Linked DNA regions of Triticum aestivum: region 2 is linked to region 1. Evidence: chromatin contacts called from public Hi-C data. All regions are on one chromosome and are shown on one strand. Each heading gives the region's core, a stretch centred on a gene start, on an enhancer-like site or on the middle of the called end of the contact. The rest is flanking DNA. Distances are from core to core; before and after follow the strand shown. Region 1 holds the start of LOC123049355 (momilactone A synthase). Region 2 holds the start of LOC123053217 (AF4/FMR2 family member lilli).

Region 1 (6,757 bases), core at 2,868-5,367:
TTTGCTATGTTAAATTCCTGTAACATGCTGATTTCGTGCTCTGAACATTGCTACCTGATGCTGTTTTCTGTCATGTCCAGTTTTTCACCAAGTCTGTGATCCTGTTATCTTTTGCACTTTTGCCATGCTTGTTTGAGCTTGATATGTTGTGATTTAGCCGTAGCTCAGTGTTCATCTTTTGTCAAGCATCTTCTGTAGATTACTGCCGTGTGCTTTTTTGCTATGTTGGGGTGCTGTAGCATTGTTGCTTGTTGCATTTTAAGTGCTATCATGCTGTTAATCGCAGATTCGTGTCATTCTTGTTTTGCTTGCCATTTGCAAACCGTGCATCCGTTTCCGGTGATCTTTATATAGATTTCGACCGAAATCATCTCATCTTTCCAGTGGCATGCTTGGTTTGCCAAGTTACTGCCTTGTTCATCATTTTTCTTCCGGAGCACGCATATGCATCGCATATCATATCTCGCATATCATACATGTTTTGCATCATGTTGCTTGTGCATTTCTCGTGATTGATTGTGGTTCCGTTTGTTTGTGTTCTTGTCTTGGGTAGAGCCGGGAGACGAGTTCGTGAACGAGGAACCTGTTGAGTACGCTTACGAGGATCAAGCTTTCGACAACTCTGAGAACCTTGCAGGCAAGATGACCACCCCTCGAAATCACTTCTATCTTTGCTTTGCTAGTTATTCGCTCTATTGCCATGCTACGCTACCTATCACTTGCTATATCATGTCTCCTATTTTGCCATGTCAGCCTCTAACCATCCTTTCCTAGCAAACCGTTGTTTGGCTAAGTTACCGCTTTTGCTCAGCCCTTCTTATAGCGTTGCTAGTTGCAGGTGAAGTTGAAGTTTGTTCCATGTTGGAACATGGATATGTTGGGATATCACAATATCTCTTATTTAATTAATGCATCTATATATTTGGTAAAGGGGTGGAAGGCTCGGCCTTATGCCTGGTGTTTTGTTCCACTCTTGCCGCCCTAGTTACTGATATACCGGGATTATGTTCCTTGAGTTTGCGTTCCTTACGCGGTCGGGTGATTTATGGGACCCCCTTGACAGTTCGCCTTGAATAAAACTCCTCCAGCAAGGCCCAACTTTGGTTTTACCATTTGCCGCCTAAGCCTTTTCCCCCGGGTTTTCGCGAGCCCGAGGGTCATCTTTATTTTAACCCCCCCGGGCCAGTGCTCCTTCGAGTGTTGGTCCGAACCGAGCAGCCTGCGGGGCCACCTCGGGGAAACTCGAGGTCTGGTTTTACTCGTAGCTTGACTTATCCGGTGTGCCCTGAGAACGAGATATGTGCAACTCCTATCGGGATTTGTCGGCACATTTGGGCGGTTTTGCTGGTCTTGTTTTACCATTGTCGAAATGTCTTGTAAACCGGGATTCCGAGACTGATTGGGTCTTTCCGGGAGAAGGTTTATCCTTCGTTGACCGTGAGAGCTTATGATGGGCTAAGTTGGGACACCCCTGCAGGGTAATATCTTTTGAAAGCCGTGCCCGCGGTTATGAGGCAGATGGGAATTTGTTAATGTCCGGTTGTAGAGAACTTGTCACTTGACCCCAATTAAAATACATCAACTGCGTGTGTAGCCGTGATGGTCTCTTCTCGGCGGAGTCCGGGAAGTGAACACGGTCTGAGTTATGTATGACGTAAGTAGGTGTTCAAGATCACTTCTTGGTCATTGCTAGAAGACGACCGTTCCATTGCTTCTCTTCTCGCTCTCTTTTGCGTATGTTAGCCACCATACATGCTTATTGCCGCTGCAGCTCCACCTCACTATACCATCCTTCCCTTCAAGCTTAAATAGTCTTGATCTCGCGGGTGTGAGATTGCTGAGTCCTCGTGACTCACAGATTCTACCAAAACAATTGCAGGTGCCGACGATGCCAGTGCAGATGATGGCGTCGATCTCAAGTGGGAGTTCGACGAGGAACGTGGTCGTTACTATGTGTCTTTTCCTGATGATCAGTAGTGGAGCCCAGTTGGGACGATCGGGGATCTAGCTTTTGGGGTTGTCTTATTTTCATCTGAATTTTGACCGTAGTCGGTCTATATATGTTTGTATTTCGGATGATGTCTGATTTATATTCATGTATTGTGTGAAGTGGCGATTGTAAGCCAACTCTTTATCCCATTCTTGTTCATTACATGGGATTGTGTGAAGATGACCCGTCTTGCGACAAAACCACTATGCGGTTATGCCTCTAAGTCGTGCCTCGACACGTGGGAGATATAGCCGCATCGTGGGCATTACACAGTGGTGGTGGGCGATAGATCTTGGTCATCCAGCGGCGTGATCCCTTGCTCCACGGGTTTCTGGGGTGCGGTTGACGGGGTCGTCGTGGCGTCCTATTGGTGAAAGAGTCACGTGCGAGAAGGCATGAGGAGAGGAGCCAACGGCGAAGGGAGTTGTTGCGGTTACAACATACAACACGTTGCAATGGTTGAAAATGTTTTGAAGGTTGCAACCGCGAGTGCGACATGATCCATATTGCAAACCCTCGAGTGCAACATGGATCATGTTTCAAACAACAGGTCACAACTAAATGCTAATGCAGCCCAACAAGCGCAACATGGATCATGTTTTTTTTAGGGGTGCAAGCAAACCCCAAAGCGCATATCTCGTGTTACAAACTTCCTAGAGCAACATTATTTTTTAAAAGTACTTAAAAACGAGACCAACCAAAAGGCTAACCTCGTTGATTTTTTTATAGGAGAAACTTCGCGAGCGCCGCACGCCAGAGCCGAGGCTCAAACGCAGGCGGGCTGGTAGCTACCCTCAGCTGCTCGGCCAACGGGTCGACGCCCCGTTCCGGGAGCAAGATGTTGTGAATTCCGGAGCGGCTAACGCGGCACAGATCGGTGGCTGTTGCGCGCCGGATCCAACTGCCATGGAGCGGCCTATCCGATCCGCTTTTCACCTGACCGACGCTTAGCATGATCGTGATTCCATTTCAATCATAGGTAAAGCCCTCGCAAATCACGTTGGAGGTATATTTCCTCCCGATAAAGCGACATAAATAGTACTAGTAAATGGCACGTACGGCGCTAAGCCGCTAAGCAACCACACCACACCATGTGAGGCGAGCCTTGGATGCATAGTTTAGAATCGATCGGTTTCCATTACTCCTTGAAGATGCCGAAGGTAAGGTTTGAGACGGAGATGCCGCCGTCGATGAGCAGGTTGTGGCCGCTCACGTAGCGCGCGTCATCGCTGGCGAGAAAGAGCACGGCGGCGGCGATGTCCTTGACCCGCAGTCCCACGCCCTTGAGGTTAGCAAAGGACTCCATGGCCATCTCGAACGCCTCGCCGTCAAGCCCCACGTAGCCCGTGGCCAGCGGCGTGGCAGCCGCCGCCGGGGAGATGCAGTTGACGCGGATTCCATGCTGGCCAAGCTCCGTCGCCGCGTTCTCCGTCAGCCCGACCAGGGCGCGCTTGGCGCACGTGTACGCGTGCGACGCCACGCCGCCCACCGCCGACGCCAGGCTCGACGTCCCGATGATGCAGCCTTGCCGCGCGGGCACCATGACCCGCGCCGCGTGCTTGGTACCCAGGAAGGGCCCCACGAGGTTGACGGCCAGCACGCGCTCGAAGTCCTCCTTGGTGCTGTCCCGGATGCTGTGGCATGCCGCACCGCCGATGCCGGCGTTGTTGAACATGATGTCCAGCTTCCCGAACCTGGCGATGGTGTGGTCGACGGCCGCCGCGACGTCCTCCTCTTTGGTGACGTCGCACCGCACGTAGCTGGAGGCCGCCGGGCCGAGCTCCGCGCAGAGGCGCGCGCCGAGGTCGTCCTGGATGTCGGCGAGGACGACGCTGGCCCCGTGCTGCACGAACAGCCGCGCCGTGCCCTCGCCGATGCCGCTCGCGCCGCCGGTGATCAGCGCCACCTTGCCGTCCAGCCTGCAACGTACGCACATGACAAATTAACCCTCACCTTCGCGTAAGGCATAAGTGCGCCAATTACATGCATACATAGCAAGTATCAACACAGTACAAAAACTGGAAAAGGTAGGCAACGTCTCGTACTTCCTTGCAGCGGCAGGAACGACATCGGAGCTGCTTGCCATGGGAGCTAACCTTGATTAACTTGTACTGGTATACTACCCTGCGGTGACACAAAGCCCTCGTGGCTCGTTTTATAGTACTAGGCTTGTGGAGCCGCACCACTGATTAAACGTGTTTAGTTTAGCACTAAACGGGCATCTCCAGGGTTCGATATTCGCCTCCCGGAAGTGTCGGGGAGCCTTGGACGTAGCGGAACTGTGAAGTGGCTCGTGCAACACGAACAACGATCGCCGACCAGTGTCCTGAATAAGCCGCTCGCCGTCGTTTTTCCCTGTAATATCCATCGGGCGTTTCTATGACTATTGCTTTTTTTTTTCGCCGGAAGACTGGGTTTGGAGTGGGCCGGCCGGCTGGCCGGCCGGATATGTATATGCGCGTGCATTGGCTTATGCGTGCGTACTTTTCTGGCGTACTTTTCTGGTCAGCGGAAGATGATGGGCGCGACGAAACGGCCACTAGGCTACGCACCAGGTACCTGGGCTACAGGTGTAGATAGCTCATTTTTCTTGACTACCCACGGTGAAAGTAACTTCAGAAGTAATATAAGGTTCTAACTCAGCAATTTTGCTTATGTGGTAATGATTAAATCAGAGAGACGAATTGAGTAAAATAGCTAGTTACTTATACTATAAGTAACATCACACATATTAAGAGAAGATGAGTCTAGAAACTAATAAATAAAGCGTTGCATGATACCACACATATGTTACTCCGCACTGTGTAGGTAGTAACATAGACTAGTAATATATGCATGTTACTAATCGAAGTTACTCTTCACTGTGAGTAGCCTAACTCCCTATAGATAACTAATTTTTTAGGGTCTAAATAGCTACTTTTATTGTTTGTGAGTGCCTCAAAATGAGTAATCCAACTGTCCGGCTACATATGCGCAGTTCACATATACAGGCAGCCGCCGGCTGCCTGTCAAAGCTCTTGGCGGCAAGTTAGCTGCTTCACTGTGACACTGACCAGGACATCGAGACACATGCGACTGAGCATCACCACATCAGCCACTTGACAGCGACAGCCCCGACCGCCTTGCCATCCTTCATCCCGGTGGAGATTCGTCAAAGCCGTACCTTAACTATGTAGAAGATAGAAAATTATGTATAGAACGTTCACGTCACTCTCCTATCAGACGTCCACAACCTGTACTGAAGTGCCAGCCACATAAATATTTGACAAGTGAGGGGTGCCTTGCATTTTCATATAGCTGCGGCCGACTGGAACTTGGTTCCTCCTCCACACATCATCGTGTATGCCAAAGAGGTCATGTAATTGCTCGTGGTGTTCCGTATGGGTGGAGATTGATCAGCCCTCGTTGGCAGTTTTGTGGGCTTGGATGTGAAGACCTGCACGGCTCTAGTGCAGATACGAGCGCCGGATTTGGCCCGGCAATGCGAGTGGTACCGGCTGCTGATGGTTCCGCCGACAATTTTTTGCGGCCGATTTGCGCACGGCACAAGATCACAACCATGTATCCCGTTCGTTCAGTGGGCCACATTCGTCGATCATGACTACCGTGCGATTTTCGTGCGCCAAGCATCGTTTGAACAATACTTTCATATGTACATAGTAGCAAAAGGGATCGTGCATTGCAACAGAAAAAAAATCATAATCTTCAATTGTCATGATCACATTTTGCTGCATCACCGAGATACACTATCACTCTCAATTTTGTGAAATCATGAATTTTTTTGAACTCGCAAACATTATTCAAATTCATGAACACTTTTACAAATGTTTGAAGATTTTATAAAATCAAGAATATTTTTTAAATTCATGAGCATTTTATACTTTTGCAAGCATTTTTTTAAAAGTTGACATTTTTTTAACAATTTTCTTGAATTGGTGAACATTTCTAAAATGGACGAACATTGTTTTGAAAATTGGTGGGACAATTTTTGAAATTCATGAACTTTTTTTATTTAAAAAATATCTTTTTAGTTAACGAACATTTTTTGAATCAGCGAACATTTTTATAAATGAATTGTTAGGAAAAATTTCCATTTTTTGAATTGGCAAAATTTTGTTCAATTTCATTAACATTTTTGAATACATGAACTTTTAAAAATTAAATATTTTTTGATTTCCTGAACATTTGTTTTCCAAATTTCAAACATTTTGTGAATGAGAACCATTTTTTAAATCACGAACATTTTTTGAATCCACAAACATTTTATGATTTATAAACTATTTATTTCAAAATTCCCATTTTTCTTAATTTTCGGATTTTTTAAGTCACAAATTATTTAAAGTAGCAAAAAACATAAAAGGAAAGTAAAAATAAAAAATAAAAAAACCGAAATTTGAAAAACAGGCCACCCGGATGGGCCGGCCCAAACTGGCGCTCTGCATCTTCTCCCAGCGCGCAGAGCATGGGTCGGCCCAGGCGGAGGATTCCCCCATGTGAAATGTTTTTTTAGTCACTTATAGGTGGCATTAGTGGGTAGTATTTTGCAACTTGGGAGCAATTTCCGTGACGTACCACAAGAAGTAATAGCTCTTTATTATTACTAGCAAAAGAGCCCATGCGTTGCATCGGGAGAAAAAAAATATCACACATCCTTGGCCCAATAAGCACGGCTCAAGACTCCTCAGATCCATGTCCTATTTTTCCACAGCACCCCGCCCATGTCGCCTCTCCCGCTCTTGCCAACGGTTGCTGCGGTATTGCAGCAGG
Region 2 (6,600 bases), core at 3,698-6,197, 450 kb after region 1:
GCTGGATCGGAGTTCGAGGGACGTCATCGAGCTGAACGTGTGTAGAACTTGGAGGTGCCGTATGTTCGGTACTTGACCGTTCGGATCGTAAAGACGTACGACTACATCAACCGCGTTGTGATAACGCTTCCGTTGTCGGTCTACGAGGGTACGTGGACAACACTCTCCCCTCTCGTTGTTATGCATCACCATGATCTTGCGTGTGCGTAGGAATTTTTTTGAAATTACTACGTTCCCCAACAGTTAAGTCCGCTTCCGTCGTCCATGAGCCCTTTGGTGAGTCGAAAGCCGTCCACAATTGGATTTAAGACCAAGGCGGTTGGTGCTCGAACTGATCGGGCCCTTGGTTCGTCGTCTGCGGCGAAAGTTATGGCCGTATCGCTCCAAGGGTTTGTTGCGGTTACTTGGTTGCCTTCGGCGAGGTTGCGGAGCGCCCGTTTGCGCCGATTATTTGAAGAAAAGGTCTCAAAGACTGTAAAGACGTTGAAATCGTCATCCTCCGAAGAATGCTTCTCTGGAGTAGTGTTGGTGAGGATAGCCTCACTGCTCTTAGCCACCTGCCGGGAGTACCCAACATGCCCGAAGGCTATGCGTTGGTTCGGTGCTTGGCGTCGTATGTTTCTGATAGGGCTTGTCGAGCAGTTCGTCAAGGACGGTTCTATATACCGTAAAGGGCTTGTTTTTCTTGTCAATGGGCTTGTGGTCGGATGTTCTGTAGGGGTGCATCCATTTTTCCCGTATGGTGGTTTGCTTAAAGGCCGGAGGTTCCCACCGGGCTGTCTGGGCCTTCCATGCGCTTTCCATCGTGCATTACTTCTGTACGATGTGTGTCAAATCTGCGAAGTGCTGTATGCAGCGGCGGTTGAGGGCATCGAGGATTCCCTCGTCCGTACAGTTACGGAAAAAAAAACTGAAACCGCGTCGTCGGCGCAACAATCTTTAATCTTGTTTTTAACAAGGAGGAATCTGGCCTAGAAGTGATGAACCGTTTCCTGAGGTTGCTGCCGAACATACATTAGGTCACATATGTTAGGAGGCCCTGAATTGCTTGGGGAATATTGCTTGTGGTGGGTGGGCGGGCTAAAATCTGAACCCTGACCCACGATTGGATCTGAAGTTTGAAGAATCTCCTAGGTCACTAGTTCAGGATCAGCGAGGTCCTGAAGACTTCCGGGATTAATGCTTGATTCTATGTTCGGGGGACATGAAGTCTCCTCCTGAAGATAGGTATTCGGCTCGCAGGGCTCAGAAATCCGAACATAGCTGGTGCTTAACTTAGGGGGAGAAGCGTTCTCCGCTCGTTCCTCAACGACCGCTACCAAATGGGTGATCGGCGGGGACTTGATTTCCCTCTGATCGGGTTTAAGCCCAATCCGATCATAGTCTGTTGCGACCCCCAGGGCGGCGATGCGATCTAGCAGCTCGTTCAAGGACGAGACATCTACGGATCCATCTTTTCGGAGTGTTCAAGGCTGACGCGGAGATGATGTTTGGCGATCGTGGGGGCCGCTGTTGGCTTGACGGCCGAGCGAGCGCCCATGGTAAAACCGCCGAGCTGGAGGACCTGTCCTGGAGTTAGGGCCCTTCTAGAAGTAATATCGTCATTAATGACAAGGCGAGCCATCGATCCTTCTATCGACAACACAAAGGAACTCTCAATGAAAGCACCAATGTCGGTGTCAAAGCCGGCCGATCTTGGGTAGGGGGTCCCGAACTATGCGTGTGAGGATCGAAGGTAACAGGAGACAAAGGGGACATGATGTTTACCCAGGTTCGAGACCTCTTAATGGAGGTAAAACCCTACTTCCTGCTTGTTTGACTTTGATGAGTATATGGGTTACAAGAGTTGATCTACCTCGAGATCGTAATGACTAAACACTAACTGACTAGCCTATGTAAATTCTGATAGCCTCTACAGACTAAACCCTCCGGTTTATATACACACCGGAGGGGCCTAGGGTTGTACAAAGTCGGTTCACAGGGGAAGGAAATTACATATCCGGACACCAATCTTGCCATCCACGCATAGGAGAGCCTTATCCGGACACGGGAGGAAGGCCTTTTGCCTTGTATCTTCACAGACCATCAGTCCGGCCCATACAGAATCGGCCGGTCACCTGAGGACCCCCAAATCCAGGACTCCCTCACACGCCGCAACACCCCGTATGGGTGTTCTTCAAGTGCACAAATGATGTGGTATGTGCTTGTTTTGATTCGATTGTTCACCGGATTCGACGCAATTTTGGTAGCTCATCTGTGTGCTTATTTGCTCATCTATGTGTGTAGAATGGATGCAAGTTTTGGTATTGGGAAGAAGAATGCATCGATCTATTGATAGCACGAAAATTGATAGATGTTTGTGCACTCGTTGCAAGAATTGAAGCTTGAGAAAAGGCTAGAGATGAGACTAGAGATGAGGTTACTAAAGAGGCAACGTCTACTTCTTTAGAATCGAAGAAGAAAGAAGTGTTGAATATCAAGAATCCACAGATCAACAATGAAGACATAGAGAAGATATTAATCCAACTAGTAGGAACAGTTAGGGAAGTTGAAAATCTTCTAAAATGTCTAATTGTCGTTCTTGTTTTTTTGGTCTTGCTCTAGTGGCGAAGAATTGGTGAATTATTTACTCCAATGTCGTTGAATGAAATAAAAAAAGTAAGAAAATGTGTTTCGGTGGTTGAGTATGTGACGCAAATGGGAATTTTATTTTATTCCGTTAAATTTAGGGGATCGGCTAGAAATGGCCAAAACTTAGTGGAGTAAATTTACTCCGCCGTTTTACTCCTCTATTTATAAGGGATCGGTTAGAGTTGCTCTAAATGAACTCGATAGTTCAAACTTTTAGAACATGACAATTCTTGATAGTTTGATGGAATGTAGATGAATCCCCTCCGCTATATGTGATCTAAATGAACTACGTGTGTTTATTTTTACGTTGCGTTGCGTGTGTTTATTTTACATTGCATGTTTATTTATATCGCTGCGTGTGTTTGTTTTACATTGCATGAGAGTATGAATTTAAGGATTTGCTACGAGGAAGACGGTTGTAGACGTGGACATTTGAGATTTGAGGGGCAACTCACTTTTGACGGGTCCGGTTGTAGATGCTTTAACAGGCCACCCGTAGTATAGTGTGGTAGTAGGATCATGAAAAATGAATCAAGGCACACAAGAACAAGTACAGAACTGATGGACAAATTGCCAAATTTCTCCTTTTCAATTCAATGCTCATGTCCCGTCTCCAACACACGAATGAACTCAACATAAAACATCTCTATTTCCACCACGGGCACCACAGGAGAAAATCTCGAATTGGAACAGAATTACAAAATGAAAGGCAAGCTAGAGCTTAATCTGCGGCCCATTCCATCCTTCACCTTAGGAGCAGCTTCTCAGGACTCGAATGGGCATATACCAGAACCAAGAACAGGAGTAATTTTCATACTAGTAGAAGCAGCAGTAGTACGTAGTATAGTTCGAGAAGAAGAGCGATGATTTGATAACCGGCCATTGATCGCGGAGCGCGCAGCTGCAATCCAACGACGAGGCTAACTCGTCGCCACCGTCGCGGATGCCGACATGATGGTCTTGCTGGACGTGGAGCTCGTCGGCCTCAGCGCCCTCATGGGGCTCGCCAGCGCCCACGCCCAGCCCCGGTGGCTCCGTGTGCCAGAAACCCTCGCGTTGCCGCTGGCGCCGGCGCCGCTCCCGGCGTTGGGCGCGGAGAGCCAGTAGGAGGACGAGGCCGGGGGCGCGGCGCCGATGCCGCCGAAGAACCCGGCGCACTTGATCCTGTGCTGCTGCGTGTACTCGTAGTCCTCGTCGCCGTCGCCGGCGTCGCGGGCGCGGCCAAGGTGGCCGAGCGCGCTTCCCTTGGGCTTGGGCTCGCGGTGGGACTCAACGCGCCGGAGCGCGCAGTCGCCGAAGCCGGTGGAGAGGCGCTCCAAGAAGTCCCCCGAGAAGCTGCGGCTGCCGCAGCCCACGGAGCGCGAGCGCGCCACCTTTCTCCCGAACGACGAGGACGACGATCCCTCGCTGCGGCGGCCGGGGCTCTCGGGCTCCTCGATCGCCTCCAGCCTCCGCCCCAGCGACGCTGACGTCGCCGAAGCCACCGACACCGACTTCCTCCTCGCCGACGCGGCGCCTTCCCCACTGGCCAGAGACGACGACCCGCTCCGGTGGCCGCTGGACGAGGAGGAGGGGTAGAGGAAAGACCAGAAGCTCTTCTTGCGGGGGCTGTCAGCGGTGATCCCCGACGACAGCGGCGGCTCCTCCGGCCGCGGCGCCACGGACTTGCTCCTCCTGAGCCCGCTGGCCACCGGGGCGGGCGCCGAGGACGAGGTCTTGCCCTTGTGCGGAGGGATCGCCATGGCAGAGGCGGTGGAAGAATAAAGATTCTCAGTGGCGAGCCTGTTGGGCGGAGGGGTGGTCGGGGTGAGGGAGGAAGGCGGCGGGTGAAAGGGGCTGGACTTGGAGGAGGAGACCAGCATGCCAAGCTTCTCCTGCAGGCAGAAGGCGCAGATGCCACTGCCGGCAGCCACCCCCGCGGCCGCCGCGGCGCCCGGCGGGTAGGGGTGCTCGCTGCAGTACGCCACTTCTTGATCCACCGCAAGTACCGCCGCCGGGGCCGCCACCGTCTCCGGCGCTTTCTCCTCCATGCTCGCTCTCCTCGCGCTCTTGGTAATGCTGTGCCGGATCTGGGACGCGAGCAGAGCGGCTCAGTTGCTCTCTTGATGGCGATCTGCCGCGGCGGCCGGTCCGAAGGTGGAGGCGCGCGGATGGGAGGGGGGAGCTTGGGGGATGGAGAGGGGCACGAGCGCGCAAGCGGATGCGGATGCGGTGGCAGAGGAGAGCATCGATGGGAGGAGCGGAGTGGCAGGGGGCGGCGTGGGGGTGCGCCTTATTTTAGCGCCACTCCCGCCTGCGTCTTTTTGTCCGGTTCGTGCGGCCCTAGCCGTGACAAGGCTCGGTCATCGCATCGCACGTACTAGAAGAAGAGAAAAAAAACAAGGCTGGGTCAGGGCGGGCACGTGGGGGTGGGCAACCCTCTGCGACCGCGCGCGTGGCTCCACTCCACTTGATGCGCGCTCTGTCTCTCTGGAGTATAGTAACAACGGATCTTAAGCAGAGTGTCAAGTAAAAACAACTCGAAATTACTGGTGCCGTGCCACTGGGACGAGACAAGACCATGCGTGATTGCACGTGCGATGTACTAGTACATTTATCCTGCTTGATGAAAATTACCACTAGTGGATAATCGTGGTGCACAGTGGGAAAAGGTTTGCGTTGCGCTTCCCGCCAAAGCATATTACACGGCACGCGATGCCGAATCAGGAGCCGCGCCCCTGTTCCATTGACATTGTTCATTCATTGGTGTCGTGCGTACGTATGTTTCTGCGTTGCAGCTAGCCGCCACCGTCGTCGTCGGTCGATGCCCTTGCCTGTTTTAACCGGCAGTGATTGGTACACATATGATGGTCATGGTTTTTGTCCATGATTCCGTTTTCTAGTGCGACAGACGGTGTTTCCCCTGTTCCGAAGAGAATGTACAGCCAGCTACTCCGCCATGGTAGATCTAGCACAAACTCAGCAGCGTCCCATGCCTGCTGTTTGCAAACAGTGATCAGAGCACGACGGACGGCACATGAGGCGTGTAGTAGTTTTGTTCTTAACTCTCTCCACATCACAGCTGGTGTCTGGTGATGGTATGTAACGCGCAACAACCGGCCAAGTTGCTGTGAGTGAGGAGTGGATCGATGAACCATGTGCCAGCATGAGCATCCTAGGGTCACTCTCACTGGCTTCATTTAGAAATCTCAAGTTCAAGAGTATACTAACTCATCTCCGTAACTGACGGCAATACATTGTGACAGAGGGGCGGCTTCCTCTGATCAAGCAGATGATCTGGAATGGAAACGTCTAGTCTATCATCCTTGGTCAAACATACGCGCCTAAAGAATCTCCAGCTCGGGGGAGGGTTTTATCTCTCGGTAGCACCAGGGTGGCAGATCGATCGATCGACCAATCCCATCACTTTGGTACCTACTAGAGCACTCGTTAACATGTTCATTCAGTCTTGCATGGATGGGCATGGACGATGGGCTGTTGGAGGCCGCGAGTAATTTGCGGTCGGCACGCCGCAACCGCAAATCCATGCCATGGCACGACGCGCGCACATGGCTCCGCACGGCGTCCATCCATGCTCCGCCTGTTCGCATCAAATGCACCTGTACCTTGTACACATCGCCTGCATTTTATACTTGGTGAGGATGGGTGCTACGCGCGGATCTGATTGAAGCGGCCCATGGCTCCATGCACATCGGGGGAGGCACCCGTTTGATGGACTTGTCGTTACCGCCGGGGGAGTACCTCCACTACCTGCTGCCGCGGCGGCACCGCACCGGCGTACGTGCACTCATCATGCCTGCTGGGCTTGCACTTGCACTTGCACGCACGCGGGAGCCCGCCGTGCGTCCACTCTTCCCGGTGCGGTCAGCTCCTGCAAACATTTTTGTGGATCTTGGCAGGGATCTTGCATGCATGGCTCCGCTCCAGGTGACAACAGCGTAAAAGTAAGCAGCAGGAGTGCAGGATGGC

What was found. A called contact is a pair of places that touch in the nucleus more often than the background predicts.
Region 2: a Hi-C map of leaf shows a contact between it and region 1, with 2.8 times the contacts expected there. The contact joins the promoter of LOC123053217 here to the promoter of LOC123049355 in region 1. A contact is called at or near these places in 3 of 5 Hi-C or Micro-C datasets (all in leaf).

What each region holds. Positions count from the first base shown.
Region 1 is chr2D:373,643,015-373,649,771 of IWGSC CS RefSeq v2.1, forward strand. LOC123049355 (momilactone A synthase) reads right to left here and starts at 4,118. Exons shown (of 2, transcript XM_044472283.1): 1 at 4,036-4,118; 2 at 2,923-3,909. The coding sequence starts at 4,076. The coding sequence ends at 3,129.
Region 2 is chr2D:374,088,822-374,095,421 of IWGSC CS RefSeq v2.1, forward strand. It overlaps LOC123053217 (AF4/FMR2 family member lilli), which reads right to left and starts at 4,948. Exons shown (of 1, transcript XM_044476656.1): 1 at 3,183-4,948. The coding sequence starts at 4,661. The coding sequence ends at 3,552.